Linked DNA regions of Arachis hypogaea: region 2 is linked to region 1. The links are chromatin contacts, called in public Hi-C maps. All regions are on one chromosome and are shown on one strand. The core of a region is the stretch at or near the end of the contact, and the rest is flanking DNA. Distances in the headings are between cores, read along the strand shown.

Region 1 (5,453 bases), core at 1,434-3,933:
ATACTGTAAAGAAATGGATTCCAACTGTGAATTTGGTTTTGAAAATAAGATAAACGCACCGTATCAGCATAGATGACACTAGCACCTCCACCAGCTACCATTGTCCAAATTCGGCCCTTTGGGTTCAGCACTGTGAATTTCAAAGATGCACTTGTCTGCCAATGTTAAATACATGAAAAAATTAACTGTTATCATCATAACTAGAAGCAATAGTGTTATTCCCATCATCATTAAACTATTGATGACTGCTGAGAGATTAGTATCGGGAATTTGATAGACATGGATAAAATACAAGCCAAGAGATAACATTACATACTAATTAAGGACCTACAAGGGCAGCACTTTTAATCACCTTTTCATCTAATCCATGAATGAAAGCTTCAGTGGCACTCATAACCCTTCCAAATGGCAATGGGAATTCAATGTCTCCCCATCTGCAACAAATATGATGAGGTATGTTATCCATCAACTCCTTGCCTCAAACTAGAAATATAGGATCCTATCCTAGATCATAATAGTTGGCATTCGTTAAAGGGGAGGAACCCACTTCTTGAAGTTCTTGAAAGCAGCAGTGTCGTCTAGTTCGCCTCTCATATCCAAAGGATAAGGCTTTCCATCAACCAATGTGAATGGGTTCATCTCTAAGAAAGTGAAATCCAGGTCTAACACAAAAGAAAAGTAAAGTAAGTGAATCAAATAATGGAAGGTTAGAAAATTTAAATTTAAATGTAAACGTTAATAAAGTTGATCATGCAATCCCATCCAGTGGTATATATATTCTATACCTTGAAATATATTGAAAACCACCTTGAGAAATTCCTCAATTTCTCCCTTGATCTGTAAGGAAAGAATTACATAAGAGTATTAAATCACATATTTCAATAGAATTACATCTCGAATCAAGACATTATGTTCATATAAAAATAAAATAAAATAAAGTGTTTAATTACCTCCAAGGGAAGGGTTGCAACAAGTGGGGCTATAGTTTCAGATGTGAAAGACGCTCCAGTTGGAACAAATACAGTCTTAACCTGAAATATATATAAAAAAAAACACTTTGTAAGTGTAGGTTATGGATTATAAGGAAAGATTTTTTTCACAGAAAATATATCGAGTGTCTAATTTGTAATGTGAAGGATATGCATTGCGCTACCTTATCCCAGTTTTCTTCGATTTCAATTCCTCCACATTCTGAAAAGCTTATGCTGTTCCCAAGCCTCTCGGATACAATGTTAAGGTAAAACTCTTCTTTGTGGGGGACGAAAGGTTCAACAATGAAAGTTGTTATGGGTCCTTTGCAACCACTCATCTCAACCTATATTTAAGAGAAAGACATGACCGAAAGTCCAAAAGCATCAAACACTAGAGTGGAACCAAAATACTGAGGACAACAGAGAAATGAAAGGTTTCGCGGGTAGAGGGGCAAAGCACCTCGGTTCCAAGTCGCTCTTTCACAAATGAAGCAACTTGTGCCAAATCCAAATTCAAGGCAACCAAGCCACTCTTGCCACGCTTCCCGAACAACATATCAGGCTTCACAACCAATTTTGAAGATGAAAGCCAAGGTTCCTTCTCTTGAAGCTCAGCGAAATCAGTGGATGATGTAACCTGAGGCACAAACCACAACAAAATCATTACTCAACCAACCTTGATATGCACACCACACCCAATCACATTTATGATTGTAACTATCACTGAAAAAATGATTTTCTTTTTCCCGTTATATGCACATAACATAGCATATTAACTAGCTTCAATCACAACTGAAACATTTCCTATTACAATCAAATTAAGAGTATGTTGTTTTGCCACTAAACCAATTTGAATTGATGTAGGTTCAGCTATATAGTTAAAACAAAACCATGCATCATATCCACATTGTAACTAAAACTTCATGATTCTGCACACAAAAGATAAAAGTACTCACTTGTGCAGACTTGATCTGCAAGTCTCGGCCAGAGAGTCTCTTAAAGTGCTCCTTCAACAATCTCTTGGAGTCATACTCTCTGATCTTCTTGCGCGCCATTTCTATCTCAACCTATTTCAATAAACCGAAAGCACAAAAAATTCCAAAACAGGAAAACAACCCAATTATGAATTATCCATTATAAACAGATCTGAATTGCCAAAAGCGCTACCAATCCACAAAACAAAATCTCATTAAAGCCATGCAAACCCATTCGAAATGAGCTCAATGGGACCTCAAAAAGTGGATCAAAATCGAAGCTTTAAGATTAAACAGAAACAAAAAGAGGGGGAGATTGAAGATCTAGGATTTACCAAAACAGAGAGATGAAACAACAAAGGGGGGTGTGGATAGTTAGATCTAACCGAGAGGTGAAGGAATGATGAGAGGGGCGTGATGGGTGTATATATATAGAGAGAGAGCGGAAAAAAAGAGAGCGAAAAATAAATGGGAAAGAAAATGATGGGTAGTTGGTTGGTGAATTAGAGAAGAAGGTAGCCAAATAGTAAAAGAGTTCAGAAATTGGAACAAACAAACAAACAACACATAAACATGTGGTACCTACCTACTAATCTACCCCCTCTTCTTCTTCCTCTCCTCCTTCTTGGACCAATGTAACCACTTAACGTTGTTTCAAAGTTCCATGTACCTTAATGGTTGGGGTTGTTTGTCTACACTATGCTGCTTGTTGCTGGCGTGCTATTAAGTTCATCCTACAACTTTGTTATTTATTTTCAGATAGAGTAATATGTTTGAATTAGTTGTCAATAAATTTTAATTATTAAATTAGTTTTAAATTTTCTTTTTGTTAGATAAGTTAATTTTTTTATATTATAGTATATATTTATATAAAGAGATTGATATAAAAAAAATTTATATACTCTTATATCTTTAATATAAATTAATTTGTCTAACTTATTCAATTTTAATATAAGGATTAACTTATCTAACAAAATAAAAGGTTAAGGATTAATTTAATAATTAAAATTTGTTAAAAATTAAATTATTCAACAAATTATTTTTGAAAAACTAATTTGAGATATTGCTATCGATAAGTTAATTTGTTAAAAAAATGTGATGAATTTATGAATTAACCTTAGAAAAATAATATTTTCACTCTCATTTTTTATAATATCACTTTTCACATAATTATTTTACATTATATATTTGTAAAAATTTATAGAAAAAAATAATATTATCATTTTTCTTAATTTTAATTCATTTACAATATCTTTATATGATTATTTCATTAAATTTATGTATTTAAATAATTTTTAAATAATAAATTTGATAATTGATTATTTTTATTGATGTAACAGTATAGATTGATTTTAATGATGCATGAAAATCAAGCCAATATTTTTCATAGTCATTGAAAAATGAAAAATTAAATTTTAAGTCACTAGTATTTTTTTTATATATATTTTATCTTATATTAAATCAATAATATTAAGCAACTCTCTTTTTTACTAAAAATATTGATCCTTTAGAGTATTTTCGATGCTTGATTTTAGTTTAGTTTATTTTGGATCTCATAAAATACTACATAAGTATTTAGAGGCCATATATTATAAAATTTGATTTAAAACTCAATTTGAGATTTGTCAGTTGTGCTCTAAGTCTCTAATGCTTGATTTCATTTTAATTTAATTTTTAATTTTTTTAATTATTTCAATTTATTTTAATTAAATTATAAAAATTTAATTAAAATAAAAATATAAAATATAAAATTACAAAATTAATAATTATATATTATATTTAAAAGACACACTAATAAAAATAAATTTTAAAATGTTACTTAATTAAGCATAACATTAAAAAAAACACATTACACATTAAAAAATAGATTAAATGATATACTTATATTTTTCAACTGTTGGATTAAATAGGGTAAAAAATAAAAATGAAAGTGATCATAAACTTCTGTTATTTGAGAAAAAAATAAAATTTATAAATAGGATGCGACTTAAAATTGAGAAGGAATTTGAGTATTTAAATTTTGCCTCATTGGATTTAGAAAAAAATTGCAAAGAAAAAAAATTTTTGTACATTTAGATGGGGAGAAAAAATAAAATTTTGTAAATAATTGAAAAAATAAAATTATGATTAAATTTTGGATTCATTTTTCTGAATTTATTTTTCATATAAAGAGTAATATTGTGTTTTTGCCTAATATTGATATTAGAATATTTTGCTGGTTTGTGGGTGCAGCTCTCAACACACATAGGAGGCGTGGTGAAACACCGTTAGCAGCATCGTGACAGCATCCCGCAGCATAGTAGCTGCATGTTGCGTCAGGACTACAATCAGTTTTTGCAGGAATTTACATACGTTTTTGAGAAGTTATAGGTGTTCTTTTAACACAAAAAAGGCGTGATAGAAGTGGTCTGCATGTAGAAGACCGCTCCTTTCTCTGAAAACTAGTAATGCAGGCTGAAGCTCTTTAAATAGAGCCCAACTCTCCCCCATTTGATGCATTCAACTTGAAGAGAGTGAGTTTGAGAGAGAAGTCTAAAGTGAAGAAGAAAAGAGTTAGTAGTGTGTTAGTAATGTATTTAAAAATGATTATACATAAAAAATATCAATTTGTATTAATAAAAAATGGTAGATAATTATACCGTACTTAAAAAATATATTATCAATTATTTGGATTATCTAATTTATATAAATTGATAATTTTTTTGTAATTTATTTTTTTAATTTTAGTTAATATTAATTTTTTTGTGTGTTAATAGTATCATGATATAACATATTATTTTAATATTATTATCTTTATTTGTATTTAATATTATTATGCTATTTAAATTTGTAATCATTAAATTTAATAAATAATATAAATATTAAACTATTTGTGGATAATATTTTTATTTTTTCAGTATGTTATTATTTTATTTTATATTTGTAATTAATAAACAAAGAAATAATATAAATATGGTCGTATAAATTTTTTGAATATTTTGTTATACTGTGATTATTTTTCTATAGATTTGATAAATATTATTATTTTTCAAATTCTTGTTCTTGTATTTTAATTTTCTGTTGTCACAATATATTTTTATTTTAATTTATATTTAGTTAACTTGAAGAATTAATGAATATTTTTTAATAATATGAATATCAAAAAGAATTTTGTTCGGTTATTTGTTATGATAACTATCAAGCAAGGATAATAATATTATTATATTTTATTTTATTTTTTATTTATGACCATATTTAGATTATTTAAATTAGTAAATAAAGAGTATAATATAGTATCTTTTATTTTATTTTTTTATTTATGTACGTATAGTAGTATAGTTAATAAATAATTATTTGTTATAATCTTTATTCATTTAAACTAAAATGTATAATTAACAAATAAATATATTTTTGTTGTACCAGCCTAACAGGAATCTTATGGTTCATAAACTTGATTCGCTGGAGACATGGAATCTGATGGTAGAAGACGTCTTACAAGCAATGGGATTCTATCACGTTTCGAAAATTG
Region 2 (5,453 bases), core at 2,139-4,638, 340 kb before region 1:
CCAAAAGGTTTTGTTTGAGCAATAAATAAATCAAGCACCAAAGACTGCAATTCAAGATAAAAGATAATTTATATAACTAGACAATCCTAAAGTTTCTCCTCCAACTACAAGATTCCCAAATCCCAATTAACAAATGCCAACTCTATGCCCATCACAAATAACACAGAGCATACTAGTCTAAACTCTCAAGGAACACAATCTATATCCACAAGATAAAATGGAATCTCTGAAAAACCAAAGTTGCATACATCACTCAAAAATAATAGTATATCTTTCTATCACCTAGGTATCCCATGCTTAGAAATATCATAATAAGGCATCCATAAATTCCTTTGATAAAATAATTTTAATCTGACTAAACTAACATATGGACTTAGCCAATTTCAACCACAAGATTGCAAATAAATCTTAAGGATGGACAAAAAAGCTAGATGAATGTGCCAATAAATACACAGAAACCGAGACAGGATGTTTTTCTGTAATTGACGGTAGTTTTGCAGCAGCAAGAAGAAATAAAGAAAAGAGCATCATATTTGGGTAACAGATTATAAATGTATGCATGAAGGATCAAGGTAATGTAAGGAAATAATGCCCATGCACTGTTCTACGCGAAGTACATGATACAATAGCAACTATAATTGAAATCCAAGATAAAGATGAAAACAGAAACTTGCCAATCATCTCTTCCTTCATCATTTCCCGCTTTTCTGCAGCAAGCGGCTCAAGTCGCCTGATGGCCTTCCTAGCTTGATCATTTGAGGGATCAATTTCTAAGATCTTTTTCATATCTGTCAATTGATATTTGGAAAAATAACTAAAATTAGTGAGGCGAAAAAATTATGGTATGAATGAACTCAATGATGCGAAAAGGGAAAAAAAATCTGAATGGCATCAGTATGCAAAACATGTACTTCTTCATTAAGATCCAACAATAAGGAATGCATAATGATACTCATACTGGCTTTCCCTAGGTTGGCAGATACCACATAACAGTGGCACCTTTCCAGTTTGAGAAACTACACATACCCCCTTACTGTGCAAAAGAGAATAAAGTTCAATAACTCCTAATATAAGATCTGAACTTACCAGCAATGGCTTCTTCAAAATGTTCAAGCTTTTCATGAGCTTCTCCTCTTCTTACTAAAGCTTTAATATACACTGGATTCAGATCTAATGCTTTTGTGCATTCTTTAACTGTGTTGTCATATTTTCCCTGGGATATGTTTAGCATAAGTTAAAAGAAATTAGATTCTTGACTTAATCAATTTCAAATATAAAAGGGCAAATATGATGCAAGATTCCATACCAGCTTTATCTATGATTAAAATGACTTCAAAAGATATGATTGGAAAATAAAAAAAGAGGTACGGAAGAGTTGAACCACACTTAAAAGGGTCCTGTTTGCCAAAAATGGCCCCTCGGATGGATGCATGAGGTATCTAGTTTGTGAGCTCCCAATGTTATATTTTTACTTTAAGCAGGCCTATTAATTAAGCAAGTTGGGTTCATGTTTTGAACAGACTAATTACATTATGGAATTAATAAATAGCCTCAAATTAGTAAATATTATATTTAATTAGTAAATAGCCTCAAATTCGCAAGTCTTACGAGGAACCAGACCAATGCATTTCAATAAACAGTTAAAATGCTATAGGGTTTGTTTGGTTTAGTGCACAATTTTCTTAAAGAAATGGTTGAAACAATATATTGTTTCCAATTTTCCTTTTCTGTTTTCACTATTACTTTTATACAGTGAACATGTCAAGGAAATTATGGTTGGGTTATAATCTCCACATCATTAAGTTTGCCAATTTACCCCTGTAGCAAGAGAGAATTCAGCTTAAAGCTTCTACTTTCTGTCTTGCATGCAGATAGGGTTCTTTTCTATTTTCCAGAATTATACATTCCCTCTTTTCTGTATAATAAAACTTTTAAATTCAAGAGTAATGACAATTTAGCTGTCCAAATAATAAACATAAAAAAAATACCTAATCATACACTTCCAAATTAGTAGGCAAATCCCACATACCACTAGACATAGGTTATCAAGCTTTTTAGAAAGAAGAAAATAAAAAATAGAGATAAATAGTCCATCTGATTTACAACATAATAATTGATAGGGGAAGGTGCTAACAAATGCTATTCTCATTAATAGTAAGAAAGAACACCATACCAGTTTCTGAAAGCACACAGCACGGTTTGCATGACATATTGAGAGTATTTCAACAGATGAAGGCATGTCAGGTGCAACTTGTAGAGCAAGTTCATACTGGGATAATGCTTCCTCATACTTCCCATCCACAAAAAGCTTATTCCCTTCTGCCTTTGCCTCATTTGCTTGAACCAATGCTTTCTGCAGCAAGTGGCATCAGCACTATTTTGTGTATTTTTAACCTTAAAAATGAATATGCATGTTTTAAATACCACATCAAATGGTTCAATTTAGACCAGGACCATTATGTAGATAATAGATCATGTTTTTAGTTAAAAAAAATATTTTGATTCAACAACTTTACAATCATAGTCTGAAGACAATTAGTCTGCTTAACCAATTGAACATAATCTTGAGACTTCACATGTTCTCTAGTGCAGTTTATAAAGCACTACTGCTCAAACTCAAACTCCCTATATTATTATGCAACCTAATAGCATCAAACCACTCCATTAAAATAAAGAATCAGTAAATTTTTTATTATAAACCATTTTAATAAATAAAAACACTGAAAAATGAAATTAAGAAACAGTAATTACTACCAAAGAACATGATCACACTAAAAGAAGAAACCAAATTTAATGCAAAATTATCAAAACCCTAAAATTTTGAAACCAAACCTTCTCCAATTCCTCAATGATCAAGGGATCTCTAGAAAAACTATTACTTGGAGAAACACTCTGTTCAGGTTCCGGCTCCGAATGCTCTGGCTTCGGCTGCTGTTGTTGATGTTGCTGTTGTTCGAGCTGTTGATCATGGCTGCTAGCGCCAACGTCATCACCTCCGGTTTCGCTGCCCAGGTCGGTGTCGCTGGCCGTTTCAAAACCGTCGGAAGCATCGTTACCAGCAGTATTGGAGGGATTTGCGTTTCGATCCTCATTCTCTTGCTGCTCTATCACCACCACCATTTTCTCTCAAGGTTCAGTGTGATTGGGGCTTGTTTGGATGATAACGGAAAGAAGTGAGGTGAGGGGTTAGGACTACTCGGGTTTGTTGTAACTTGTGAGTTCTGACGTTTTTTTTTCTCTTGGCAAGGGAAATGGATTCTTTGGCTTGTTAAGAAATCACAGTTTACTCTTTTTAAAAGAAAAAAGAGACAATTCATTCTTATTGTTCTGTGGTTGAGCTTCCAGACTCTTCTACAATATGAGATGGCATAGGATCTGCGAGTCCCAAAATAAAATATTTCTTTAGGTCTATTAAATTGATAAAAAAAAATTTTAATGAGATATTATTTTTTTATTATATTTAATAAATTTTTAATAATAAAAAATATTAAAAGATAAAAAATTATTTTTTTTGTGAGAAATTATAATTTATATTTTTTTAAAAATTTTTAAAAGAATATTTTTTACATAATAAATAAATAAAAAAATATTTTTATCTTATTTTATCTAAATATAATGATAGACAAAAATATTTTTATAAGAGATATTCAAACATAAAATTATTTTTATTTTTGTAAAAAATATTTTTTTAAGAAGATCATTAAAAAAATTATTTTCTAAAAATAACAAGTCCAAAACATATTTTAAAAGTTTTTTAATTATTATTAAATAATTCTTATTTAATTTTAACTACAACTTAATTTTTATATATTATTTAATTATTATATTTACCCTTTATTTTATAAATTATTATTTTATTATTTGTCTATTATGTTTATTAACAATTAGAAACAAAACCAACAACAAAATAGATGTTCCATTAATAGTGACTTTCATAAATATTTTGACAATACCAGTTAGAATTGTTTTTTTTTTTCTTGATTCATTATGTTCAAAATATCGCATATTTCTTCAAAATTCAATCGATTGAATTTCACAAAACAATGATGGTATTTTCTTATTCAATCGTTTGAATTTTGTAGGTGACTAAAGATATTTTCGTATTAATCGATTGGTATGATAATATAATTGTATGAATTTTATACATGATTAAAGTTTTGTATGTATTCAATCCATTGGTATGATTATATATATATATATATATATATATATATATATATATATATATAACTCATATTTTTATGATGAATTAATGTCATTTTCATTTATTATTTTAACAACTATGTCATATAAATATTATGTCATGTCAATTATATTTTATTTTATACAATTAATTTACTTATAAAAAAATTATTTTTTTATTGGTTAAATTACACAATTAGTCCCTACACTTTTACTGAAATTACAAATTGGTCCTTATCCTTTAAAAATTTGTAATTGAAATATTGAATCCCTAAAAAAAAAATTAAAATTTGTAATTTACTAATTTATAATTTCACTGAAAATATAGAGAATTTAACTTTTTTTATTTTTATTTTTATTTTTTTACCAAAGATAGAAGACGCAAACCCACAACATCTTAATTGAGTATGAAAAGACTATACCATTTGAACTATTACTCATTGGTTTAACCTTTTTTTTCTTTACTTTCTATTTATATGTTTGAATATATTAATGTTATTTCTATTTTTTACATATTTGTAACATAAATTAATACGTAGAAATTTTTTTAATGTCCTATCATTCTTGAGAATAATGATTAACCCTTGGAATAATCTTTAGAGAATTAGAATTCTGTTTTAGTATAAAAAATAGCACTAATTTCAATTTTAATGTTAAGGCTATATACAAAAAAAATAAGTATGATTTCTAATTCCATTTATTTGTTCTTCTTGGTATCTCATTCTGTGTAACTGCTCAAGTACCCATACTTTAACAAAATTAAAAAAAAAATTCCTTAAAAAATTGGAAAAAAAAACTAGATCAGAGAACAAAAATGACAGATACGAAGTGTAAAGAAAAACAATTGAAGAAGAAAAACGCAACATCGAGGAGAATTCATAGCTGAGTAAACGATCAACGCAAATAAGCACCATTTGAGTGTTTTTTTTTTTTTTTTTTGCAGTGGCTAACATAACTTTTTTTTATTTTTGTTTCAAAAATTTGTAACTAACTATTATTTAATAGTGTCTAATTGAACAGTTTTAATATATTAAAAATTATACTTCAAATAATATCTATATACTTTTAATACATGATTACCATAACTAATAAAATAAAAGTTTATATATACAAATTGGATACATAAAATACCCACAACTAAATATTGAACAATAGTGTTATAAAATGCACCAACTAAGTGTGGCATTTCCCCAGAGATAGCAGACACTTCTCATGATCTGGCAAGATACGACGGCAATGCTTGAAGATTATCAGGGAACTTTGTGATACAT

What was found. A called contact is a pair of places that touch in the nucleus more often than the background predicts.
Region 2: a Hi-C map of leaf shows a contact between it and region 1, with 3 times the contacts expected there. The contact joins the promoter of LOC112801143 here to the promoter of LOC112801138 in region 1. A contact is called at or near these places in 4 of 8 Hi-C or Micro-C datasets (leaf and an unstated tissue).

What each region holds. Positions count from the first base shown.
Region 1 is chr5:33,085,519-33,090,971 of arahy.Tifrunner.gnm2.J5K5, reverse strand. LOC112801138 (ATP-citrate synthase alpha chain protein 1) reads right to left here and starts at 2,683. Exons shown (of 13, transcript XM_025843712.3): 1 at 2,532-2,683; 2 at 1,928-2,038; 3 at 1,432-1,608; 4 at 1,154-1,315; 5 at 951-1,031; 6 at 786-837; 7 at 548-662; 8 at 353-434; 9 at 60-155. The coding sequence starts at 2,026.
Region 2 is chr5:33,423,931-33,429,383 of arahy.Tifrunner.gnm2.J5K5, reverse strand. LOC112801143 reads right to left here and starts at 3,388. Exons shown (of 5, transcript XM_025843718.2): 1 at 2,833-3,388; 2 at 2,174-2,353; 3 at 1,087-1,213; 4 at 675-788. The coding sequence starts at 3,120. It overlaps LOC112801141 (a long non-coding RNA gene), which reads right to left. Exons shown (of 4, transcript XR_011881981.1): 4 at 5,177-5,453.